Regions from separate parts of the Sus scrofa genome. Here region 2 is linked to region 1. Evidence: chromatin contacts called from public promoter capture Hi-C data. All regions are on one chromosome and are shown on one strand. Each heading gives the region's core, a stretch centred on a gene start, on an enhancer-like site or on the middle of the called end of the contact. The rest is flanking DNA. Distances are from core to core; before and after follow the strand shown.

Region 1 (6,677 bases), core at 1,265-3,764:
CTAGGAGTCAAATCAGACGTGCAACTGCTGGCCTACACCCGAGTCAGAGCAACACCGATCCCTCACGCACTGAATGAGGCCAGGGATTTAAACCACATCTTCGTGGGTACTAGCTGGGTTCTTAACCCGCTGAGCCACAGCAGGAGCGCCTTACCTAATATATTTAAAATTGTGTTTCCCAATCGTGGGACATCAGAGAGCTTCAAGGAGGTTTAAGGCCCTTCATCCTGGGACCTTCCCCCACCCCGACCCCCCACCCTCACTCCCCCACCCCCGGGAGGAGGAGGATCGGGGGTGGGGGGTCCCTCTCCAGGTCTCTCTCAGCCCTTTTGATCACAACTTGGAGTCTCAGTTTATTGCTGCTGTGTCCTTAACACCTTTCTGTCCTCGTTAAGCTCCCTTTTCCAGAGAGAGTGGGGCCTCTGGCTCAACACCTTTCCCAGGCGGCAGCAGTAGCTCCTCGGAATTTTTTTTTTTTTTATTGTGGTTAAATATACATTGCTAGAATTTAATAACACTGTTTTATTTTCATGGTATTCATTTTTATGGTTACCTTCTATTTATAGTAACACGGTGCCAGTTTTCCATTTATGGTCGTGATATAACATTTCTTTGTCAAAACAAGTGAATCTAAGTTAAAAAAAAAAAAAGATAAAACAAACAAAAAACCCCAGAGTTGATTTAAAGAAAGCTATTAAGCAAATGGTTTTATCTGGCGTGCAGATAGGGCCAGATTTTCAACAGAGGCTGCAGAACGGCTGAGGTCTGGGAAACGCTGACTTGGAACTGAGCTGTCCTCCCAGCTGGGTGGCTGGACTGTCCAATTGACCTGCTCTGTCCTCATCTCCCTGGGGTCCCTTCTCCCACCTCCTCCTGCCTGCTCCTGCCAATCCCCTGGACCCTCAGAAACTCCGTCCATCCCTCCCAATGCCTCTGGCCTCCACCTCCCAGGCCCCCAGCACCCTGCCTGTGGCTTCATGATTTTTTTCCCTCCTTAAATTTACGTGGCGCCTTGCATCCAAAGAGGCCCACACAGAAGGCCTCTTCCAGCAGCATTCCAGAAACGCAGAGCCTGTGGGGCTTCTCGGCAAGAAGGGTCAGCCTCTTCCCCAATCCTGTTTTGGCAACTGAAGAAGCAAATATGGAACCTGAAGCCCTTTCAAGTTTTCTTTGTCCTTCTTCTACAGAAATTGCACGGATAGAGACACCCCCCCCGGGGGGGGGGGCAAGCACTGCTCCTGCTGGGTCCATTTAAAACCTGTGGATTCAGGGTTTTTTCTCCCAGTCACACTCTGTTAGTCCCACCTCAATTTACTCAGTGAAATGCTTGAAAGGACCAGACATCCTCGAAGTCTTAGAAGGATATCTCCTTTTCCGGGAATGTGGGCAAGGAAAGGTAGCCACTTCCTGCGCCTGCAAACGCTGCCCTGTGGCCTGACATCATGAGCATTCCTATCCAAGGCTGCAGTACTTTCAAATCCTATCAGTCATTCACTCCTTAGTGAGAATCAGTCGACCAAAGGAGCCTCCTGCAGAGCTTGTGTGTCTTTGAGTGTCCCGGCAGGCGGGCACCAGAACTGGAAGCTTCAGAGCTGGGACTCAGACAGTTGTTGTCCAGGGAACAGGAGTGGGCAACCCGAGCCCCTCTCCTCTGAGGGGCTAGCAAGCGCTTTCACTTGGGCTGTCTGCTTTGATCTGCTTACTTGTCCATTTTGTCTGGGGCGGGCGGATGGAATAGCTGCTTCACAGAATAGGTTCAGAGGTTAAATGGCTCGGTGAAGTCATGTGTCAGTGGCTGGGGAGGGGATGTGTGACTGAGGCCGAGGGACAGAGATGAAAAGATAAGGTCTGAGATGGAGACACAATCGGGTCATCTGCATCTGGCCTGAAGTTGGCACCCCCCCCCCAGCGCCCCCCACCTCCTGCTGCAAACCCCTTCAGCATCCTCTATTATCTGCGACAGTCCAAAGCAGCCCAGGGAGGGTGAATCCCGCTGGCTTTCAACAGGTACTTCCAGGGTAGCGGGAAGCCGAGGACCAAGGTCCAGATGGAGGATTATCCCCCCGCGGCCCCATAGTCCGGTTATGGAGGTGGGGGCAGCGTGGAAGTTCGCCTGGAATAAATGTTCCGATCTAGCCGGCCCCACTCCCCACTTCCCCACCGGATCCCCAGAACTGACCCGAAGCGAGGGCCAGGGAGCAGAGCGGGGAGGCGGACAGAGGAGAAGTTAGGGGAGAAAGGCAGAGGGTGGCTGGCCCCAGCGGCCCCCGGAGCGAGGCCTGGTGGCCGGACTGAAGGCGGAGACCGAGGCAGGGAGGGGGCGAGGGGCAGCGGGCCGGAGGAGACGTGCCTTCACGGCGGCCGCCACGGCAGCGGTGGCGGCGGCGACTGGAGAGGGAAGGGGAGGAGGTTTGGGGAGGGGAGGGAGCGCCGGGGGGGGGGGGAGGAGGGAGGGACGGAGCGGTGGCGGGGAGGTGGGGCCGGCGGACTGGCGGGCGGGCGGGCGGCTGCAGCTGCCGCCGGCGTCTCGGGGACTCCAGGCTGCAGGGCGGACGCAGCGCCGAGCGATCCACCGCGGAGCCGCGCGAGGCCGCCCGAGCCCAAGCCCCGGCCCCGGGCGAGCGCCGCCGCCTCCGCCTCGCGCCAGCGGGTCTCCGGACGCGCCGCCGCCGCCGCCGCCGCCACCGCCGGGAAGGCAGCTGGCGCCGAGCAAGTTGCGAGCGCGCCTCTCCTCCCAGGGAAAGTTTCCCCCGCGGCCGCCGAAGGGAGTTGGCGCGGGGTCTGGCCGCTGCCGCTGGAAGGTAGGAGCTCCGCACCTCCGTGACCTCCGTGCACCCGGCCGCCGCGCCCCCGGGGATTTGAGGACCCAAGCGCGCTCCCCCTGAGAGACTGTTGGGCGCGGTGGGGGTGGAGTGGGGGGACCCCAGGACGGTTCTGGGGAAAGCCGGGAACCAAGTTCTACTTCAGCTAGCTCGGGGAGGGGGCAGGAGAGACGTGCTCGCCCCCCCATTCCTGCCCCGAATCCGCCGAGGGCCAGGGGCTTCCCCCGGGACAGGTGCAGCGCCAGCCCAGCGCTCCCGGCGGGTGAATGGGGGGCGCCTGCAGAATGGCGGGGTGGCAGGTGTGATTACAGGGTTGGGGTCTCGGCGAGCGCTGCGTCCTGGGGTGGGGGGAAGCGTTGCCCCGCACCATGCCACTCTGGAAGGGGGCAGGCTGGGACTAGGGATTACAAAGGAGGATCCGGGCCGGAGGATCGCCGGGCCCAGCAGGAGCACTGAGAACCGGTCGCCTTCGGGGTCCCAGGAAGCGGGGCGGGGCGGGAGCGCCACGCTTTCCTCCGGGGCCCCCTTTACTCCGTACGCGGTGTGTGCGGTCTGGGGAAGCGGAGATTCCCTTGGGGGCTCGGCGGATCCGAAGCTCGAGCAAGTCCAGGTTTAGGGGGCGCCGTGGGAGTCCGCTTGCCGGGTTGGCAAGGGTGGGTTCGCGCCGGCCCTGGGTCCCGGCTGAATTGAGGTCAGTTGGATCCCGCCAGGGGGCGCCCTTCCCTGGCCCTTTCGGCCACAGGAAGACGAGCCCCGGTTCCTGAGAGACAAATACATCGAAATCCAGAACAGATAACCGCAGACTGCCCCTGTCCCCCCCGCGCCCCAACAGGCGCTGGGCCGGCCCTGAGCAGCAGCCACCCCCAGCCGGAATCGGGGAGAGGGTCCGAGTGGGAGGCTGGGACCCCCCAGTTATAACTGTGCTGTGTACTGGAAAGCTTGGCCGTCAGGAGTTGGTTTTTCTTGGGGGAGCTGGCAGGGTGTATGGGTGAATAAAAAAATTCACCCCCAGAAAAACAAAAAGGAAGGGAACTTAACGTCAACAGCGAATTGCTGTGGAGGAAGTGGATGGGAGAATGAACTTTTTGAGGTTTCTTTGGAGTCTGAAACCCAGCCTGCAGAATGTGCCTCTTTTGTAAAAGTCCTACCTTTGTTCCACGGATCTGGCCGGATCCCCTTCTCGTGTGGGTGGGAAGAGGGTCTTGGGCTGTGTCCCCTCCTCTGGGTTCAAAGAAACTGGGAAGCACAGGGCGGGGATGATGGGGGTCCCTTAAAGACTTTAGCAGTCCAGGCTCAAGTGATAAATAAATCTCTTAGTCAACAAGAGCCCCTCCTCCTGGGGTCTGGGGTCTGCAGGCCACATTCATCTGGTCACTTCATGGTGACTGGTGGAAACCTGCTACCGGTCCCATTGTGTGACCTCAGGGGCCCTGTGTGTTGAGTCTGTGCATCCATGCCGAAGCCTTGGGAAGCCAGGCTGCTGGCGTTTATGAAGAGCTTCATCTTGTCATGCATGGGGCTGTTCGACATTGAAGGGACACTGAAGGGACTGTGGCCTCATCTTTCTAACTCCTTCCCTCCTCCTTGCTGCACCCCAAGTGAGTCCAAATGTGCAAATCAAAGAACGCAGGCGGTGGCCTCATAGGGGCCAGTGGAAGTTTTCCTCTTTCTCTGGGCTGCAAACCTTCGCCCCTTAGGTTGCCCCCGCTTCCTCCCATGTCCCCCGAGTCCCCTGCAAAGGCGATGGAAACTGGGTGGCCCCTGAAAGAGAGTTGAGGTTCTTGCTTTCAGTGTAGCCCTCAGCTGTGTTTGTTGGATGCTCTAGGCCAAAAGTTGCCGTAAAAAAAGATCAGCATGCTTTTTATTTCGAATAGAATAGGACGAGTAGGGAGGAGACAGCGGAAAGGGTGGAGAACCCCTGTCTCTGGATTTGTCTTCAAGACATTCCACGGGGCCAGAAAACAAAAGGAGTTGTCTGGAGGGTTTTTTGGTTTTGTTTTTATTGAGATTTTCTTCTGAGGGAAGCCTGCCCCCAACCCCTGCCCTGGGAACCTGGGCGTGGGTGGGGTAGGGTGGGGTGAGGCCTGAGGGCTGGCATCTCTGCCCCCCACCCACACCCTACCTGCCCCGAAGAGAAGATGGAATTGAGACCCCGAGGCCTGCTGATGTTCTGTGGATTTGGAACTTCATGTGTGAACTCACACAGCTCGCAGGCAAATTCTGAGATCTCTGATGCAGCAATATTTCCAGTCTTGGGCACCCTGTCTGCTGGTCCTTCTGTCCCCCAATCCATTCAAAGGACAGGCCCTTGGGATATCTTTATCCAACCCAAGGCTGAAAGGGTGGTATTTCAGTGCAAGTTCCAGGCCACGTTCTAGTAGCATCGATTCAACTGGAGTTGGATTTAAGACACCTTGCATGGATCCTGGAAGTACCCCGTCTCCTTTAAAACCTGCCCTTGTCAGCCTGAAAACAGCTCCCTGAATTACTGAATGAGTTTTTAATGGTCTGGGGTGGGGTGGGGGTGGGGCTGGGTTGGAGGACTGGGTGCCAGGCGGGGACAGGTGTGTGTGTGTGGGGGGTCAAGGTAAGCGAGCATGGCAGGGGTTTGTGGGAGGGGTTGGGAAGGGAAGGAAACAGCAGATTTGTGATCCAGCTCTTTGGGGTTCTGAATGTGGTTCGAGGCGAGTCACTTTTCTTCTGGAACCTGCTTTCCCAGTCTGTAAACTGAGGGGGTCGGTCTGGGAGATTCTGGGGCCCTTGCAACTTAAAGTCAGGAAAGTAAGGTTTTAGGGCCCTAGGCAGCCCTGCTCTGCTTTCCGCCTCTCCTTGCTCTGCCCCAAGCAGCCCTTACACTGCACGTGGACCAGGCACCCACCCTCCGTCGGACCGAGAATGGAGGGTGGTGCGAGTGAGCTGTTCCTGCTGGGAGCCCCATTTCTGTCTCCAAACTTGCACCTCATCCTTTTTCTGGATGCCCATCTGGCCCTGGGAAGAGTAAACGGTGGTGGCTGGGCTGCCCCTTTAGGGACCCCTCTTTGCAAAGGGCTGCTCTTCTGGTCTATTTCACCAGCCATTGGGAAGGAAAAATCAGGAACATTTGTTCATGCTCAGCTGGGACACAGCAAAGGAGGCGGGGGCTTGGAAACCAGCACTTCGGTCCCCCGGAGCAGATGAGCAGTTGATGGGGTATTTTTGCAATCTGATGCCGTTCAGTAACCCGCCAGCCTGGGCTCCTCCTGCTGCACGGGCTGCCACCTTGGACCCGCATCAGCGCTCCGATGGAGTGTGAGTGTGTGTGTGTGTGTGTGTGTGTGTGTGTGCGCGTGCACGCACGTGCAGATTGTGAAACACTTATTAAAAAGAGGGGGAGAGGAAGATGAACCCCAGTGTTTGCATCTGGCAAAGCAGGTCTTTCATCTCAGCACTTGTTATCTTAAAGTCCAACCCTTGCCCCTTGTCTGCACCCAAGACTGCTGGTTTAATTAGTAATTAAACAACTCAGAGAGGACAGAAACATGTTCACTGGTCGTAAGTGTGTACACGTACTGATTGGCAAGAGGATGGAGTGGAAAGGTCACTGGACCCACTGGATCAGGAGAAGGACGCTTGTGTTCTAGCCCCGAGTCTGTGGCAAGTGGAGCTGTGAGACCTCGAATGAGTCACTGCCCCTCTCTGGGCCTCAGTTTCCCTCTTTCTTTAGACGCAGCCTTGTGAGGAAGCCGGGCTTCCTGGGTTTGAGTGTTGACTTTCTCCCACTTATTAACATGTAACCGTAGACCATTCACCTTCTGGTGCCTCAGTTTCCTGATCTGTAAAATGGGACTAATACCACTTCATCAGATCGTGATGAAA
Region 2 (7,478 bases), core at 3,732-6,231, 130 kb before region 1:
TATCAGCGGACCAAAAAGGAAGCGAGGCTACATGATTTCGGAAGCTGGGTGGTAAAATGCCATATGGTTCTATTTTGTTCTCTGCTAGCTCCTGAAACCCAGCCCACTTGCTGCGGGGAGGCCCCAGCAGCCTGCCGAGAGGCCTCATGGAGGGGAACCAAGGCCTAGGTCCCCAGCTCAAGCTGAGCTCCCAGCCAATGGCCAGCACCAACTTGCTAGCCTTGGAGCGCACCATCTTGAAAGTAGATCCTTCACTTCTGATCAAACCAGTGGATATTGCCCAGAGCAGAGAGAAGCCTTCCGCACTGAATCTACCCCAAATGGCAGATTTGCGGGCTAAATAAATGACTGGGTGGTTTGTTACATTAACAATGGGAAACTAGGGGTTCCCATCGTGGCGCAGTGGTTAACGAATCTGACTAGGAACCATGAGGTTGCGGGTTCGATCCCCGGCCTTGCTCAGTGGATTAAGGATCTGGCGTTGCCGTGAGCTGTGGTGTAGGTTGCAGACGCGGCTCGTATCCCCCGTTGCTGTGGCTCTGGTGTAGGCTGGCAGCTCCAGCTCTGATTAGACCCCTTGCCTGGGAGCCTCCATATGCCGAAGGAGCGGCCCAAGAAAAGGCAAATTGACAAACAACAACAACAACAACAACAAAAACAATGGAAAACTAGTGCTCCGGGGGGAAAGAGGCCTTACCTAAACCCAGGTACCAATGCAACGCTGACACCCATGTTCTTGCCTTCTAGGACCTGCAGATGTTCTGCTCTGCAGCTCCCAAGCCATCTTTGGGGTGGAGGACCTTTTGAGAGGCTGGGGACCCCATGCCTATACCCTTTTGAGGTCTTGCCATATCACCATCTCCCCCACCTCCACGTCGGCCATCTGTTATCTTTTCTCAAGTCTTTCTAGAGTGGTTGGTCCTTCTTGCCCCTTTTCCTGCTCTAGAACTCCTGGCTTCACCTCTGGAACGGACTGGAGAAGTTCACAAAAGACAGAAGTAATCTCTCACTAGAGGTGACTCTGCTCCCTCCCTGGAACAATCTCCAAGGTAAGTCATGATGAAGCCTGACTCACGCTGGGAGAAAGGAAACTCGGAAAGAGCCGACCCATTTTGCCATTTCAGTAAATAACCGAGACCCACACCTACTCAGTGACTGTCCTTTAAGATTCCACTGTGTGCCCAGCGTTATGCTTAGTGCTGGGACGACAAGGCTAGGTAGCAGTGCCACCCAGAGACCCAGACAGGAGACACCCGCGTTCACCCAGAACCTGCGCCCCACCACCCTCTTCGATCATGGCCCAGCTATCTGAATGCCTGGAAATCCCTGCCTAAATAGCCCAAGCCAAGATTTTGGGGTATTTTTTGTTGTCGTTGTTGTTTGTCTTTTTGCCATTTCTTGGGCCGCTCCCACGGCATATGGAGGTTCCCAGGCTAGGGGTCCAATCAGAGCGTAGCCGCTGGCCTACACCAGAGCCACAGCAACTTGGGATCCGAGACACGTCTGCGACCTACACCACAGCTCACGGCAACGCTGGATCCTTAACCCACTGAGCAAGGCAAGGGATCAAACCCGCGACCTCACGGTTCCTAGTCAGAGTCGTTAACCACTGAGCCACAATGGGAACACCCCAAGCCAAGTTTTAAGGCTTTTATACACACGACTTCCCCTGGGACATCCTTCTGAGGGTACAAATGTATGCGTGGGGCATGACTGGAATGGTAGCTATAGGCAAGGCATATGGACGGAGTCTGGGCATGTGAGCCAGGATGTGTGAGTCCTAGGGCGCTCATGACACAAGACAGAGACGGTGCTAGAAAGAGAATTGGGGTGGGTGCACTGAGGGCTGGGGTCACGGCTGACCCACCCCATACCCCCTCCATGTTCCTGCATAGCCTTCCAAGGAGGAAAAGAATTTGAAATTTATTTATTTATTTATTTATTTTCTCTTTTTAGGGCCGCACCCAGGGCATATGGACATTCCCAGGCTAGGGGTTGAATCAGAGCTGTAGCCTCCGGCCTATGCCACAGCCATGGCAACACCAGATCTGAGCTGCATTTGTGACCTACACCACAGCTCACAGCAATGCCAGATCCTTAACCCACTGAGCAAGGCCAGGGCTCGAACCCAAATCCTTATGGATACTCGTCAGGTTCTTTACCCCTGAGCCACAATGGGAACTCTCAGAATTCCAGATTTCAACGTGGGCTTCAGGTACCTCGTGAGCACAGTAGATTGGACATCAGTCTCATAAACGTGGCCTGCTTGATCATTATAAAGGCGATTTTTCAAGTCAGGAAAATAGACATTTTATTTTACTGCCTTTTATATGATTAGCTATAAGGTATGTGGGCCTCACTTTTCACTATTAACATGTTAGGGTAGGTTTGTAAAATAGGATCAGTGCCCTAGGCTATAACTCCTATAAGAAACCCTTTTCCCTGGGCTGCAGAGGATGATGGGGGAATATGGTCGAGATTCCAGAAGCTGCCTGCAGACTGCCCTCTCTGTGGCCACAGCTGCCTCCATCTCTAATCTGGAATGACAGGGACAGGAAGGGGTAGCCGTTGGGACTAATGGGATCTAATTTCTGCCTGGGGGCGGGGGCTGATGGAATCCAGCTGCTTTGCCACCTGCCAATCACCATCACACACACCTCCAGCCATTCAGGAAGGGATCTGGAGAAGGTAGGAGAGGAAGGTATTTGACACCCATTTTGCATGGGTTGTGGGCTTGGGTGGGGAGCTGGAATCCAGCGCAAGATAGAACAGGACTGTAGCTCCCAAAGTGTGGTCCCTGGACCAGCGGCATCAGCATCATCTCAGACCTTGTTAGGCTCTCGTCCCCTTGCAGGAAAGCTGGTGTCCCTCTGGGAAGGACGACTGTAGAGGACATCACTGGCCTTAGAGGACTCTCCAGCCCCTCTCCCCTGACTTTTTCTTTTTTTCTTTTTATGGAGCATGCCGTGTCCAAGAGTGGACAAACACTTCGTGAACATTATCACATTGACTCCTCAACAGCCACCCTCAGGACGGGTGTCATTATTATTCCTCTTTTAAGGGCTCACCCTACAGAGGTTAAGTACCTTCCTGGCCTTGCCTTGGGTCACAAGGCTCCCAGGAGGCCACTTGGTCTCTGTCATTCTCCGACCACTTGTACTCCTTCACCATTCTGCTGAACAGTGGCCCCTAAACTTGAATGTGATTCAGCATCACCTTGAAGTCTTTTTTTTTTTTTTCCCCTTGTTTTTCAGGGCCGCACCCGCAGCATGTGGAAGTTCCCAGGCTAGGGGTCGAATCAGAGCTGTAGCTGCCGGCCTACACCACAGCCACAGCAACGCAGGATCCTTAACCCAATGAACGAGGCCAGGGATCGAACCGGCATCCTCATGGATACCAGTCGGGTTTGTTACCTGCTAAGCCACAAAGAGAACTCCAGACTCACCTTGAAGTCTTGTTAAAACAAATAGCTGGGCTCACCCCCTACAGTCTCTTACTCTGTAGATCTGGGATGGGCCCCCAAACACACATTCCTAACAAGTTCCCAGGTGTTGCTGCTGCTGCTGGTCCAAGGACCATGCTTTGGGAACCACCTCGCTGGGCTGGTGTCCAGCTTCCTGCCCTACCCCACCCAGGCAAAATCAGCATAATCATACCTTCCCCACAATGGCGTCCTTATGAGACGCCGGTGAGATAATGGGAGCGAAAGAGCTTTGTCAGCTGCACAGGTGAATGGCTCTGGAATAACGCAGAAACCAGAGGCTGATCCCTGGGGTCTGGGAGTGTGGAGGGCCAGGAGGCAGGTGGGGGCACCGCAGCCAAAGACCTTTTGCAGCCCATCCTAATTCTAAGCCCCTTCTTCTCAAGAAGAAAACCAGCTTCTGAGAAGTGGGCCAGGTGCCCCTCCTGCCACCCCTGTCTCAAGCTATGCCTCCTCCCTTACCTCAGGCAGTCTGCTAGCACTGCCCCAACAAGTAGCTGGTCCTGGCCACTGCTCTAGGGGCCAGTCCAGGCAAGCTGGTGCAGCGTCAAGCCTTGCCTACGATTCAAGGCCAGGGGGTGGATCCTGCTTACCTGATCCATGCGAGACTCAGAAGCCATGGCTTCCCTTATCTAAGCATCAGGTTGCTCAGTAAAATAGGTGCAACATTTGGGGATAGAGTTGTGCGAATTCAGTGGCCAGTTCTTTTATTTTTCTAAGCCAGGGCTTGGCATAGAGCAGGCCCCTGGTGAGAGTTCAATCGGTGGTAGCTGTTAGTATTTGGAAAAAGTGCCTAGGTCCAAGCCACCTCCTGATAGAGGCCGGGACTTGGAACGCAAACCGCTCCCGAGCCGTTCCCCGGTTGCACCCGGATACGCCCGCCCTGGAATGCCAGCGTGAAGGCCCGGAGGCCTGCACGCCCAGAGCAAGGTTGCCAGGGCAGGGCAGGATTAGGGAGGCGCTGAAGCGGGGAAGGGGCGTTGCTGGGGCGTGGCCTCAACCTAGGGGGCGGGGGTACACCCAGAGAAGAGGGATTCGGCGGTGGGGGTGGTGGAGGGAGGGTCTAGGGAGGGACGGGAAGGATGAGGCAGGCCTAGGAGGGGCGGGACCGTTAGGTCCCGCTGCGAGCGGGGCTTCTCACCTAGCAGGGGTGGAGCGCCGAGCCGGCCAGACAGGCCTTTATCGAGGCAGAGCCGGAGGAACACAGAGGACCCGGCCCAGGAGGCAGGCCCAGGGGTCGGCCCCCTCCCCAGAGTGACCTGGGGCGGGGCAGACCGGGATCGATTTGGGGGCCGTAGTGGGGCGGGGCAAGGAGTGTAGCTCCGCCCCCGCCCCCTCCGGCGGGACACGGGGCGGGGCTGGCGGGTTAGAGCGGAGAGACCATAGCGGGCGGGGCCTGATCCGGCCGGGTGCCAGGCCACATTCCTGCAGGGTGTGGGGGCGGGGCTGGCGGTCCCCACGTCCAGAGGCCGAGGGGGCGTGTCGAAGGGGCGTGGTCACTTCAGGGGCGGGGCTGGCCGAGGCCGTTGAGTTCCCAGACGACCGCCGGGAGGGGGACGACCAAGAGACCGAACCCAGGGCTGCGCGGTCAGACGCTAACCAGGGCGCGAGCGGGAGACGCCGGGCTTGCAGCGCCGAGCAAAAAGCAGAGCCAGCAGGTGAGAAACTGAGGGGGGGGAGGCCTGTCGGCAACAGCGAGCAAAGTTAGTTTTCGCCCCAACTTCCAGAGGCCGCTCGGGCAGCTTTCTCGGAGCAAGTGACAGGTTGGGCCCCGAAGGCAGCTGGTGGGTGAGAAGGAGCTTAAGTTCCCGGGTCCTGACCCCCAGTTTTCTGGCTCCGCCGTGCACCAGCTGTGTGACCCCGGGCGCGTCCCCCCACCTAGCTCTGGACCTCTCGGGTTCCAGTAAAAGGAGGGGATTGAACCAGGTGAACCTTTCTCACTGAAACTCCGGAAGGTGAGGCTGGCAGATGAGAGCGGACACAACAGGTCTTCAGATCGCGCCGCCCAGACTAGAGTTTGTCTCCTTGCAGAGTGACACGGAGCAAAGCAAACTCACTGCAAGAGTGAAGCGAATTGCTTTAAAGGTCACACTAGTTCCTCGGATGGGACTTGAAACCCACGGGTCTGGGGAAGTGGGGGCAGAGGGGGGCGGCTGAATTCAAAGAGATATCAGCCTCCCCTCCCCCCCCAACTCTGAGAGCCCACTAAGACTTGAGGTGGGAAACTCAGCGGGTGTTTGGCCCTTCCCAGGGCTTTTCCAGGTGAGCTGGCTTGGGAGGCCCCCGGCAGAAACTAGGGGACAAATTCTTATCTGGGTGAGTGGGGAAGACAAGGGAAAACCCCACCTAACTTTGGGCCCAGAGTCAAGCCCAGAAGCCATGTCTCTTGCTACTTGCCCTGGGTCCCTTCCTTGGGCTGGTGGTTTCTGTCCCTGGTGGTGGCAGGTGCTCTGTGCCAGGGTCCTAGGAGCTGGGCAGCCTAGTTCAGTGGTCAAGGACGGGCCCTTTGGATTCCACTCCCCTTTTAAGCTTCGGTTTTCTCATCTGTAATGTGGGGGTAGTGATGATACTCAATGGTAGTAGTGAGGACTTAATAGAATAATACATGTAGGAGCTCCCATCGTGGCACAGTGGTTAACGAATGTGACTAGGAACCATAAGGTTGCAGGTTCGATCCCTGGCCTTGCTCAGTGGGTTAAGGATCCGGCTTTGCCATGAGCTGTGGTGTAGGTCGCAGACGTGGCTCAGATCCCGTGTTGCTGTGGCTCTGGTGTAGGCCAGCTGCTGCAGCTCCAGTTGGACCCCTAGCCTGGGAGCCTCCATATGCCATGGGAGCGGCCCTAGAAAAGGCAAAAAAAAAAAAAAAAAAAAATAGAATACATGTAAAGCGCTTAACAAGGCTCCGAGGCACCCACCGAGGCCTCGCTGTATGACAGCTGCTCTGATGTGGATGAGCAGGTGATAGGCTGGCTTCTTGCCTGGGAATGAGGCTGTGTTTGGAGGCCAGACGCTGGTGACAGCACCTCCTGACCTTATGAGAGCCAGACCTTGCCATTTGCCACCAGCATCACTTTGTCCATTTGCAGATTGGGGAGTGTGTACAAGTAGCTGAGTTTTCAGTAATATTTCTTACAGTTGTTAGGTGTCCAGTTAAATAAACCCCCAAAAATGTTTACTTTGCACTTACTAGACACTAAGTGGAGCTAGGGGATACAGAGGTGAACTAGCCAGTCCCAGGTTCTGCCTGCATTTTGAGTTGCTGACAGTGAGGCCCTCATCCCCACTGTGTTCTGCTGGAGAGAATAACTCACACCCAGAGCTCAAGGCCAGATGAGATTTCATGGATTCGGACTGCTCCGGTGGCCCGAATCCAGCTTTTCCATTGCGTGCTTGGCTCGGCGTGGAGATGAGGGGCAGTGTAGGTACCTGCTATCTGTTCCATCAGGGTTGGGCGTCAATGGCGGCTCGTTCCTTGCATCTCCTGGGGAGGTGAGTGCTACACTTTGGAACCTGGTGGAAAGCTCTATGGGACAGAGTCTGATCCAGAGGCTGTACTGTATGGCAGAGACAGCGCGTGTGTATATATGGGAGGGGTGGTGCTCAGGTGAAGAAAGACACTGGAGAACCCAGGGTCTGGGGTAAAGGGGCTTCCTGGAGTTGGTGAGACTTGAGCAGGACTTACTGCCCCAGCTGGGAAGTCCCAGTTGGGCTTGGATTAACGGGCCACAGACTCCCCTCTCCAAGCATTTGGGTGGCTTAAGATTAATTAGAGTTCAGTCTGGTGGGGAGGGAGGGGGGTCAGAAGGTGTTGCCTGTGTGGGGAGATGTTCATTTCAAACAGTGCTTGGTAAACATCTTCTGGAAAGTCCTCCCCCCCATCCCCCCGCCCACATGATGAATGATGGACCAGACGCTCTGACCCCATCCCAGTGGTCGGCCGTCGGGTAAGGGGCTTAGACAAGGAGACCAGTGCCTCTGATAGGAGATAAATGAAGAA

Evidence for each region. Promoter capture Hi-C pulls out the DNA fragments that hold promoters and counts their contacts.
Region 2: a contact with region 1 is called in a promoter capture Hi-C map of fetal liver, with 3 times the contacts expected there. The contact joins the promoter of CD82 here to the promoter of TSPAN18 in region 1. A contact is called at or near these places in 2 of 5 promoter capture datasets (fetal liver and liver) and 9 of 47 Hi-C or Micro-C datasets (embryonic fibroblasts, fibroblasts, heart right ventricle and 5 more).

Annotation. Positions count from the first base shown.
Region 1 is chr2:17,667,574-17,674,250 of Sscrofa11.1, reverse strand. It overlaps TSPAN18 (tetraspanin-18), which reads left to right and starts at 2,514. Exons shown (of 11, transcript XM_021083155.1): 1 at 2,514-2,801.
Region 2 is chr2:17,800,675-17,808,152 of Sscrofa11.1, reverse strand. CD82 (CD82 molecule) reads left to right here and starts at 4,981. Exons shown (of 9, transcript NM_001145218.2): 1 at 4,981-5,139. LOC102166930 (a long non-coding RNA gene) reads right to left here and starts at 4,469. Exons shown (of 2, transcript XR_002341490.1): 1 at 4,075-4,469.